4 separate regions of the Mus musculus genome follow, and regions 1, 2 and 4 are each linked to region 3. The links are chromatin contacts, called in public HiChIP or PLAC-seq and promoter capture Hi-C maps. All regions are on one chromosome and are shown on one strand. The core of a region is the stretch at or near the end of the contact, and the rest is flanking DNA. Distances in the headings are between cores, read along the strand shown.

What was found. Promoter capture Hi-C pulls out the DNA fragments that hold promoters and counts their contacts. HiChIP or PLAC-seq counts read pairs in DNA pulled down with a chosen protein or histone mark.
Region 1: a contact with region 3 is called in a FOXA1 HiChIP or PLAC-seq map of pancreatic cancer cells. The contact joins the promoter of C1rl here to the promoter of Plekhg6 in region 3. A contact is called at or near these places in 1 of 39 promoter capture datasets (pre-B cells) and 1 of 115 datasets of contacts at active chromatin or transcription factors (pancreatic cancer cells).
Region 2: a contact with region 3 is called in a promoter capture Hi-C map of embryonic stem cells, with 4 times the contacts expected there. The contact joins the promoter of Ntf3 here to the promoter of Plekhg6 in region 3. A contact is called at or near these places in 4 of 39 promoter capture datasets (embryonic stem cells, hippocampal neurons and liver) and 3 of 115 datasets of contacts at active chromatin or transcription factors (embryonic stem cells, forebrain and neural tube).
Region 4: a contact with region 3 is called in an HNF4G HiChIP or PLAC-seq map of pancreatic cancer cells. The contact joins the promoter of Grcc10 here to the promoter of Plekhg6 in region 3. A contact is called at or near these places in 1 of 39 promoter capture datasets (liver), 1 of 115 datasets of contacts at active chromatin or transcription factors (pancreatic cancer cells) and 1 of 9 other capture datasets (liver).

The regions. Positions count from the first base shown.
Region 1 is chr6:124,491,677-124,494,376 of GRCm38.p6, reverse strand. It overlaps C1rl (complement component 1, r subcomponent-like), which reads right to left and starts at 1,264. Exons shown (of 6, transcript NM_181344.5): 1 at 1,147-1,264; 2 at 334-562. The coding sequence starts at 1,226. Gm44096 (a long non-coding RNA gene) reads left to right here. Exons shown (of 3, transcript XR_003956364.1): 1 at 1-144; 2 at 242-586; 3 at 1,847-2,224.
Region 2 is chr6:126,163,552-126,166,251 of GRCm38.p6, reverse strand. Ntf3 (neurotrophin 3) reads left to right here and starts at 1,292. Exons shown (of 2, transcript NM_001164035.1): 1 at 1,292-1,522. The coding sequence starts at 1,505.
Region 3 is chr6:125,379,155-125,381,865 of GRCm38.p6, reverse strand. Plekhg6 (pleckstrin homology domain containing, family G (with RhoGef domain) member 6) reads left to right here and starts at 1,362. Exons shown (of 17, transcript NM_198604.2): 1 at 1,362-1,516; 2 at 1,890-2,111.
Region 4 is chr6:124,739,783-124,742,497 of GRCm38.p6, reverse strand. Grcc10 (gene rich cluster, C10 gene) reads left to right here and starts at 1,429. Exons shown (of 3, transcript NM_013535.2): 1 at 1,429-1,578; 2 at 1,803-1,979. The coding sequence starts at 1,527. It overlaps Rnu7 (U7 small nuclear RNA), which reads left to right and starts at 1,212; the gene lies at 1,212-1,273.

The DNA of each region.
Region 1 (2,700 bases), core at 15-2,514, 890 kb after region 3:
GGTGAGATCCCGGGCCTTTGACAAGATTGTAGAGCAACAATATTTATGTGTCTCTTTGTAAGCTCTCAAAACTCAGGCTCTGCCCCGCAGCCGCCTTCTCTCAGAGCTTGGTGGGTCCCTGCGGATGCCTTGGTGGAACCCTTGGTGAGTTGCCAGGGACGGGTGGGAGGCTGTATACTGAGTGATCAGGCTGTAGCTAGGCCCTAGATCCTCTGACTTGGACACCTTATCTCTTCTCTAGATGGGTGGTTCAGAGCAGAGCTATCACCCACTGCCCATGGGAGGCTCCCTCCCCAGAGCCCCTGCAGCTCTCCACCCCCTTGTCCAGCTCACTGTGACAGAGTCGCCTTCACAGTCTGGGGATGGCTCCAGATCAAAGTCCTGGAAGGTCAGCCTCACAGCAAACCCCTCTGGAGCCTCGATGTCAGTGTGGCTCTCCTGGCCTTTGAGATATGGCTCTGGGTATCCAGGGGATGTCAGTTGCTGTGGTGACTGCTGGGCCAAAAGCACAGAGGCCTGTGTGGGGCAAGTATGGAGGATTCCCCAAAGGAGCCACCAGCACCTGTGAGTGAGCAGGGAAGACAAGGTGAGGTTATACAGCTCTACCAGAGGCTGTGTGTGTATGTTCTGTTGTGGCCAGAGATGATAAAGGCTCCGGAGGCTTAGGGACTAGCAGTTGTGTCCGTGGCCCCAGAGTGTTGGGCACTTCTGGATACCACTTTCCTGAACCGAGTCTGTGTAGGTTCCTATCTGGATTCCTCTGTAGCCCGATCTCCAAGACTGCGGGGTTTCTATCCTATGAAGACATTATTATGGCTCCTTTTCCTTTGTGAGTCTAACCCAGATGGCTTCCTGCCTCAGCCTTTCCTAACCCCCTCCTGGAGTACAAGTTAGGGTCATTTAAATAATTCCTGGCTCAGAGCACTGAACAGGCAAATTCAGTTAGTTCCCTCTGGGTCATCTGTCTACCCTCCGCCCCTCCCTGCCCCCCCACCCGGCCGTGTGTGTGTGTGTGTGTGTGTGTGTGTGTGTGTGTGTGTGTGTGTGTGTGTGTGTGTATACTTATGTAACCCCATGTCCTGCCTTCCTCCCTTCCTTTCTCCCAGCCCCTTTCTTTCTCCAGGGCCCTCTATGGTGCAAACTCACATCTTGCTCATGCAGCTTGTGGTGGGAGAACTCCATAGGCTGTTCTCCAGCTCTGGGACCAGGCCTCTGAACCCTGACATCTGGAACTGGCTAGAGTGCTTGGCTCAGGCCAGGGAGTAGGAGGTGGGGCTAGAGGAGGCCCTTTAGGGAGAAGGCAGAAGTTACTGGAAATGAGTTGAGACTCTGGGTGCAGGTCTGCCACCTGCTGACAGACTCAGGAATAGCTCTCACCATAATTGAAAGGAAAGACCTTTAAAACACGTGAGAGAGCAGAGTATGTGCACATGTACACATATGTACACATGACCTTTGGCTCTTTGCTTTTTTTTAGGGGGATGGGAGCTGAGATAGTCTTGCAAAACCTGGACTGGGCCTCCAGCTTGCTATTAGTGGAGGCTCTGCCTCCTCTCTAGCATTAGAATTACACCACACCTAGATCTTGGTTGTATTTTTGAAACAGGGTCTCACTTTGTAGCCCAGGCTGTCCTAGAACTCACTCTGCAGACTAGACTGGGCTCCAAATCATGCCAATCCTGCCGCCTTAGCCTCCAGAGGGCTGGGATCACAAGGACTTGCATACCCAGTTCTTCTGGAATATTATTAACTATATGTTTGTATCGTGGCTTGTGTGACACTTCTTATGACTCTACTGCTGCCTTTAATGAACTAATCTCTCCTCCCCCCTCATTTACCCCAGCAGTCTGCCTCTTGGAGAACTTGAAGTGTGTGACTCAAGAACCCCCGAGTCTTTCTTTCCTCTCCTTCTTGGTCAAGAACCAGTGAGTTCGGGCTGGAGAGATGGCTCAGCGGTTAAGAGCACTGACTGCTCTTCCGGAGGTCCTGAGTTCAAATCCCAGCAACCAGATGGTGGCTCACAACCATCCTTAATGAAATCTGACGCCCTCTTCTGGTGTGTCTAAAGACAGCTACAGTGTACTTACATATAATAGTAAATACATTTTTGGGCCGGAGCGAGCAGAGGTCTTGAGTTCAATTCCCATCGACCTCATGATGGCTCACAACCATCTGTGCACTCATATACATAAAATAAATAATAAATCTTTTTTTAAAAAAAGAAGGGGTGAGTTCATGCATTTTGTCATTTTGAGTCCCTACCACAACATCTGGAGGCTCCTCATATAGCAGGCTGTGGTCCATCCCCAGGAATCTCTGAATCCCTCGGGACTCACCTCAGCTGTCAACCCAAGCTGTAAGGTTAATCATATCAGGAGTCACAGCGTGAGTGAGAGGATTTTTCCCTGCACCCCCTGCCAAGGGAAGACACACACCCGTGGCTTGGTGAGCGTGGGAGGGTTAAGGATGCAGAGGTGAGCATGGGGGTGGTTAGGGAGCACAGGCAGAGGTGAGTGTGGGAGGGTTAGGGAGCACTGCAGAGGTGAGCATGGGGAGGTTAAGGATGCAGAGGTGAGCATGGGGGTGGTTAGGGAGCACTGCAGAGGTGAGTGTGAGAGGGTTAGGGAGCACTGCAGAGGTGAGCATGGGGAGGTTAGGGAGCATAGGCAGAGGTGAGTGTGGGAGGGTTAGGGAACACAT
Region 2 (2,700 bases), core at 43-2,542, 780 kb before region 3:
AGTGGCAGAGGTGGGGGCGGGGGGAGGGGGCACTTGGACTTGAGTTCCACCTTGCAAGAATGGGGGAGGGAATGAAGGAGCAATGGTGTACTACTTTCTGGTTCTCCGGTTCCCCTTACCACTAGGATTCCCCCCTCCCCCTTCATTTCTCTTGGACCGCAGTTGAGCAAAATCTAGATGCTCTGACCACTGTAAAATCTGAGAGAATCAGCTCGGATCAAGTGTGTGTGTGTGTGGGGGGGGAATCTAATGAATAGCTAAAATAATCTACAAATAAGACCCTTGCCTCCACCCTGAGATCTTTTCCTCGAATGAATCTAGCGGTTGTGCAAGAGAGCGTCGCTACTTTCGGGGAGTCAGGAAGGGGTGCCTTGCTTGCCCTTTCTTCTGGGCAAATTGTTTTTGTACAAAGCGGCGAGTGCTGGGCAAATGCTCAGCTCCAGGGTCGGCTCCTACCTTGAAAGAAAGGGGTGGAGAAGTTAGGGAGTGTGTAGAACGTGGGGCTTTGGCTCATACCTCTCCTTTTCTTTCACGCACACTCTGCGCACACGCAAACCACCCCTTCCTCGGTTGCTTAGCACTCCCACCCTCACCGTACCTCAGCAACTTAACCTCCCTAGACAGCTTGAACTAACTGTGCCTTGTGAGCTGCCCCCAGGACTGAGGAGTTCGAGGGCAGGCAAGCAACTGTTCATGCGCAGATTCCTGTTGTTGTGAGGGCCTGGGGGGGCTGGGGGGGGGCTTAATAGGGGGTGGAGAGAGATCCAAAGACAGAAGGGTCTGAGGTTTGGAGACAGAGTTTAAGGTTGAGGTTCAAGCTTTCCTGAGCCAAGGGGCAAGAAAGGCCTTCATCTGCCTAGTTAGAAAGAAAGAAAGAAAGAAAGAAAGAAAGAAAGAAAGAAAGGAAGGAAGCCTTAAAAGAAAAAGTTCAAGAATAAGACAGATCGAAGATATTTACGTGTAAAATATAATGATAAATCAAACGTTTTTTGTTGGCTCCTTCTCCCCATCTCTAAAAGGGAAGGTCAAAAGAGGGGATAATGAAGAGTAGGCTATTTTGAGAGGGCTTATTTGTTGTTTGTTCGTTCGTTTGTTTTCCTTTGAAGTGGACTAGGAGAAATGACTAGGTCTTCCCATTGGTCTCGAGAGCAAACTCCAAAATGCCAGGGAGCGGGCCTGCAAGTCACTGCGGGCGGGGCTAGGGGGCTTGGCGCGGAAGGGGTTAAGGCGCTGAGCGCGGAGCCATCTGGCCGGGTTGGCTGGTTATAACCGCTCAGATTATGTTCACGGGACTCAGAGTTGAAGGCTCCTCTCCTTACCCAGCAGCTCCGCGCACCGCCCCGCGAGATAGCCCGGCGCAACTTTCTTCCCTCTTTCTTTCTTCCCCTCGTTTTTTCCCACCGCTGGGTAGTGGCTGCGGCAGGGGTGGGCGAGACTGAATGACCGAACTCGAGTCCACCTTTCTCTTCATGTCGACGTCCCTGGAAATAGTCACACGGATGCCATGGTTACTTCTGCCACGGTAAGGGGACGTGGCGGGCACGTTGGGTGGGCAGGTCCCGGAGGGGGTGGGGGAATCGCGTGGGGGAGATTTTCTTGGGGATCCGCGTGGGGGGCCCCAATTCTGCACCCAGCCCCACCCCCATCGCGCAACACGCTAACTTTTCGGTTCTTGTGCCTTCCCCAAAGTTTGAGCTCGAATCTGCCCAGGCCTAGGCGCAATTACCACCACCCTCCTTCCACATGCATGCACACTTGTGCGCGCGTGGATATGGCTCTCCTCCTCCTCCTCCTCCTCCTCCTCCTCCTCTTTTCTCTAGTCCCCTGGCTGCTCAAGAAACCGCCCTCAGTCTGGGAAAGTGATCAGGTTTAACAAACCTGCATTGGGAAGGGAAGGAGGTGGAGGCGAGGGAAAATGGGGACCACGAAAAGGCAAGAAAGGGATTCTGGACATCACCATCCTACTCCACCTCATGCATACACACCTCCGACCCTCCTATCTGGTTCCCCCAGAAGACTCCCGCGCATCCTATAATAAAAGCGGGTAGCAGACAAAAATGGGGCTTGGAAGAGACCAGGATCCCGGCTTGTGCCCTGCACCCCGCTGGCCACCGGGCAACGTTCATCAGCTCCAACACACAGCCCGGCAGGGCGTGGGCTGGGGGAGGGGCTGCAAAGCTCAGGACCCGCACCGTCACTTCTCAGGTTGGGGGGAGTTGGGACTTAAGCCCAACAGTGCGTATCTGCGTTGTTGTCCCACATAAAGCTTTTTCTCTGAGAGGGTCCCTAGCTCTGGGCTACTCTGGCCAGCGCCAACCCAATGGCTTCCCACCCTGGGTCTTCGCGCAGATGTTGGAGCTAGCGCTCAGCCTGTGGGTCTGGGACCCGGCCATGGAACGGTGGGTACCGGGGTGGGGCCATCGGTAGGGATTTGGTGCCAGTTTCTCGGAGTCCTTTTTAGGGTTCCCACCCCCGCCCCAAGAGGTAGTATGGGAAGGGTCCAGAACATCAGAGACCCTCAGAGTTAGGTCGGAGTTAAAAGAACACATAGCAAACTGGACTGTTTCCTGCTGCCACCAAGGCGCTCTGCACAGTGGTGGATACTTCTAATGAAATTTGGCACTCTTGAAGGTGTGGAATGGGAGGGCTGGGGAGGACTTTTTTCCTTGTCGCTTTCGGGAGTGAGTGGGTGTGCATCCA
Region 3 (2,711 bases), core at 113-2,612:
AACTCCTTCTCCGCTCCCCCCCCTACACACACACCTGGGGGGGCAGAAGGCAGGATGGAGGCAACCACAGGTCAGGACAGCTCCTCTGTAACACTGAGACCTCACAACATCATATTCTAAAAAAGTACACTGAAGGACAAATCTGTGACTGGGAACAGGAACACACATTCAAGCAACCGATGGCAAAGATGCCTCTCCAGGCTGAAAGGAGCCATGGGAGAGGGTGAGAATTAGAGGTGTTTTTGTTTTGTTTTGTTTTGTTTTTGTTTTGTTTTGTTTTTGTTTTGTTTTGTTTTGTTTTTCCTCTGAACACAGGGAGACACTTCTGAAAGGGTTTTGTGTACTTCGGGATGCTTTGTGTGGTAAGAGGTTGCACCAGACCCAGTCTAGTCCATTGGCGGAAGGAAGATCCCAAAGTGGACCTCAGACCTGCCCATCTCCCCGCCCCCTCCCCCCCCCCCCCACCGAGACTTCCACCTCTGGATCACACATCCATGGGATGATATAACTCTCAGTTCTTCCCTCAGACCAGACGACAGGACTTGGGAATGTGGGGGCGGGGGGGCGGGGATGCCTTTCACATCACGCCCAGCCAGTGCTGTACCACTTCGGAGAAACTGTTCAGTCTGTGTAGCCCTTGGGAAGGCCACACTGGCCCAAGTGCAGTCCGGTGGGAGGGTACCCTCCCCTGGTATGCCCCCTCCCTCCAGGCTTAAGTAATGAGAGTAGTGTTGGGTATGGTCTAAGCTTGGCCCCTGATGCCTCCCTCAATAAGACACAAAGTCCACAGAACCTTCCTCCCTGTTGCCAGGGCAGGCCAGCAGGTTCACTGGAGATAAGGGCTACACTTTGGACTCCATGGCCAGAGGACAGCCATGGGGCTGAGAATCCTTGGGCCTCCGCCCTTCCTGATGCTAGGCTGGCTCCCTTTCAGGGTAACGGTCTAGGACAGGCAAGAGGGGCCTGGTGCAAACAAGGGATGTGTACCTGCCACAGGTCGCTTGGTCATTACCTCACCGCCTCCGCATAGCGGCGCCCAACCTTTCATTTATCCCTCATTACCCTGGCGCCTGGCAGGGGTCTGGCCGGGAAGGGAGGACACGCTGGTGGCCTGCGGGTGGCACAAGGTTCCAGCCCCTGGCCCCGACCAGGTGACAGATTGCTGGTTAGTTCAGGTGCAAAAGAAAGGGAAAGGTGCGCACCGAGAAGTGAGCACTCCTGGTCTGGGGTTGGTGTACGGAGAGTCCGGCTCCCTACCCTCTCTGTCCGGGTGACCAGGACCGCGACGCTGCAAGGCCCGCAGGGAGGGGGAGGTGCCAGCCCACGTCCCGCCCCTCTGCCTCCACCTTCACCTCCCTTCCCGGCCCCGTGCTGCCTGGTCCCGCGGGCCGCTCGGTCCTAGTCCCAGGCTGGGACAGTGGGGCTGCCATCGCCAAGGAAGCTGACAACGACCCAGATTTCCACAGTATCCAGCGGACGTCAAGGACAGCGGAAGCTCGGACACCTGCGCTCACAGGTGAGCACTTGGGAGGGCGAGTGCCGGGCGGCCAGGGAACCGGGGATCTGGGACAGGGTCGCGGGGCCTCAGAAGGAGGAGGGAAGGAGGCTGGGTACGAGGGAGGGAGAAAAGCTGGGCCTGGGAAAAGATAGAAAAGGTGGACGTGGGGAGAGATAGTAAGGGGGAGGGAGAAGGAGGGGCGGGGGACTGCCTTCGGGGGCTGGACTGTTGTTGTCCCGGGGCGGGAGACACAATGAACAATCTCCTCTGCGAGTAAGTCAGAGTAAGCTAGGAGAGAGAAATGGGAGGTTTCTAGAGCCCAGTTGGTGGGAAACCAACCCCTGTATAGGGTTCTTGAGTCCAGTTCCCATTAAGGGCCTCTTCCCTTCAGGCCCTGCCCACTGCAAGGGATGGGTCTTCCATCCAGGCTTAGAAAGGAGGGGTGGAGTCCTGCATCTGACTTCCAGCTCTATCCCTGGTGGTGCCCTCGGCGGCCAGGAAAGGAGCTTAGTGGGAGACCAGCGGGCTGCCTCAACTAGGGGCATCCCTCCAGACCCTGTCTGACAGCTCTCCTGACTTCGCCAGATTGTACGTGGACGTGTGGGGTTTCCAGGTAAGGCATGTACAGACTTCTCAGTAAAGGGACAGAAAAGCTATATTGTAGAGTCTCTTGTCTATTGAGTCTCAGTTGCGACTAACTGAAAAGCAGCCAAGGATGGCCAGCCGACCAGTAAGGGTGGCTGGCTGGCTGAACCGTGATAAAACTAGCTGTAACTCATGGAGTGTGAACTGGGTGTATTGTTCTCTTTCCCCAAATATTATTTTTCCTTTTTTGCCCCCCCCCATTATTTAAAAATGTAAACGTTGCAAAGCATGATAGAATACATCTGTGATCATAGCACTCTAGAAACTGAGGCAGGGGGATGCAGAGTTGGAAGGTAGCCTAGACTGGGTTACACTGTGTGTCAGCCTGGGCTATATTAAGAGGTCCTCCTATCTCAAATCAGAAAATAAAATAAAAGCCGTTCTTAACCCATAGTCTGTTCCAACATGAGAAACCCACTTGTCTGTCTCTAGTCAGCTTTACCTGTCCCAGTTCATGGTGTTTGTGCAGTGTTGACAAAGGTAATACAGGAAAGGAGACATCTAGGTACAAGAGACCGCCTTCTACCTGGGGCTATCTAGAGTGCTAGAGATTTCTGTGACCCTTGCT
Region 4 (2,715 bases), core at 180-2,679, 640 kb after region 3:
GTAGGGTGTTGGGGTGGGTAGGGAGAGAGGTCTGGTTGTTGTAGGGGAAGTGGGAAGGGATGAATGGGGTTTTCTTATGGAAACTTAGGAGTTGGACAAGGCTCTTTTTTATTACTCATTTATTTTACAAGAGTCTTCATGCATACCAGAAGAGAATATCAAATCCCATTACAGATGGTTGTGAGCCACCAAGTGGTTGCTGGGAATTGAACTCAGGACACCTGGAAGAGCAGTCTGTGCTCTTAACCCCCTGAGCCATCTCTTTAACCTGACAAGGCTCTTCTTGATCTTGGATGCTCAGCTATACTTATGGGGTGCCCTGTCCTAGACCTTTAGATTGGGGAGTTCAGGCTCCTGAGGCCGTTCAGAGCAAGAATAGGCGCACAGCAAGCATAAGCAAATCTAAGACCTACTCAGCCCTTGGAAGTACATCACTGACATAATGTGCCACCAGAGTGCTCCAGAGACAGTTTCAGAGATCTGAATCCCTTCTCAGCATAGTTTATGATTTGAAACAGTTAAAGGTGTATAACATGGAGGCCAATAAGATTAGTATTTGTAAAAGATTTACTAATAGTTAGGTGTATGAGCTCATGTCTGCGCTTATGAATGCAAGGCCTCAAAAGAGACCAGAAGCTGTTGGGTCCCTGTAGCTTGGAGTTAGGGCAGTTAGGAATTGCCAAGCAGGGTGAGCCATCTTTGCAACCCCTCTATTTTTAATGAAGCAGGGCCATGGAGCCCAAGCTGGCCTTGAACTTCTCAGCTTTTGTGCTGGTATCACAGAAATGTGGCGCTATGCCCGGTCGGGCCTGATGTTCCAGAGTCTTTGCAGTGTGGGGAACTTGTAAGGATGAGACTACAAGACATCGGGCCACATCGCCTGCCACTACTTAAGTCCGATTCACTTCGGCTTTAGCTCCAAGCCTTTAATCTCGCGAAGCTCTTTTTTTTTTTTTAACAACATAGGAGCTGTGATTGGCTGTTTTCAGCCAATCAGCACTGACTCATTTGCATAGCCTTTACAAGCGGTCACAAACTCAAGAAACGAGCGGTTTTAATAGTCTTTTAGAATATTGTTTATCGAACCGAATAAGGAACTGTGCTTTGTGATTCACATATCAGTGGAGGGGTGTGGAAATGGCACCTTGATCTCACCCTCATCGAAAGTGGAGTTGATGTCCTTCCCTGGCTCGCTACAGACGCACTTCCGCAAGTGTTACAGCTCTTTTAGAATTTGTCTAGCAGGTTTTCTGACTTCGGTCGGAAAACCCCTCCCAATTTCACTGGTCTACAATGAAAGCAAAACAGTTCTCTTCCCCGCTCCCCGGTGTGTGAGAGGGGCTTTGATCCTTCTCTGGTTTCCTAGGAAACGCGTATGTGCTAGAGCCACGCTCTGAGACTTCCGCCTCGTGCGGTCCCGCTTCCTTTCTGCCTCCTCTGGCCTGCATCCGTGGGGGAGGTGGCTGGCTGCAGGGTTCTCCGGATCTCTTCTGTGTTCCCACTACTCAAGCACCGAGTGGCGTTCTATGGCGTCCGCCTCGGCTCAGCCCGCGGCCCTGAGCGCGGAGCAGGCCAAGGGTGAGGAAAGAGCCTAGTCTGGGTGTGGGCCGTCTTCTGGGGGGAGGGCGCGATACTATTCTTTGCCTCTCCAAGTGGGGCCCTTGCCCATTAGGGCGAAGGGTTGGGAGGACAAGCTTATCGGGTTGCTTGCAGGCCTCGGCCCACTAATTCCCTGCCTCTTCCCTCCTCTGGGCTCGCCCGCCGTCCTCCGCGGACCTCTCTGGGATGCTTCCGTCTCGCAGTGGTCCTGGCGGAGGTGATTCAAGCGTTCTCGGCCCCAGAGAATGCCGTGCGCATGGACGAGGCTAGAGACAATGCGTGCAACGATATGGGCAAGATGCTGCAATTTGTGCTGCCCGTAGCCACACAGATCCAACAAGAGGTTATTAAAGCCTATGGCTTCAGCTGCGACGGGGAAGGTGGGTCCCACAGGGCTTGGCAAAGGAATGGACTGGGGGTGGGACGCATGATGATGCCCCCCCCCCCCCCCGATCGATCTTTTTCTCGCCACAGGGCGGCAGTCACATCAAACATTGCCACTCACAGTTCAGGGACTAGACTTAAGCCCCGCCTGAAAAGTTATGGCTCTTGAAGCCAGGCATGGCCACAGTGGCCTTTCATCCCAGCATTTGAGAAGCAGAGGCAGGCAGGTCTCTGAGTTCAAGGCCAGCCTGGTATGTAGGGTGAGGAGTTCCAGGGTAGCCATGGCTATACAAAGAAAACCCTGTCTTGAAAAAACAAAAACCCACCAAACAAAAGTTCTGGCTCTAGAGTCCAAAGCCCTACATAGGCAAGTGTTTCTCCATGGCCCTCGAACTTCCCAGCTCTCCCCGAGTCAGGATCGCAGTAAGTTGCCCAGAATGGCCTTGAACCAGAGACCCACCTTTCTCAGCCTTTTGAGTAAGTGACAGGCTTGAGTCACTGGGCCCAGCTCTAACCTGAACTCTCTCGTGTACCTGAACTCTTTCTTGTCTGCCTTTTGGCTAATAGGTTTGGTGTGGCAGGTTGAGCCCTCTCTTCCCAAGGACAGTTGTTTATTAATTTTGTGTTTGTTTGTTTGTTTGTTTGTTTGTTAGCTAGCCAGGACTACCAGGGAGTCTCTTTCAAATCAGGCTGCTTGAGGCTAAGCTGCTGAACGTGGTTCACCCGAGACTG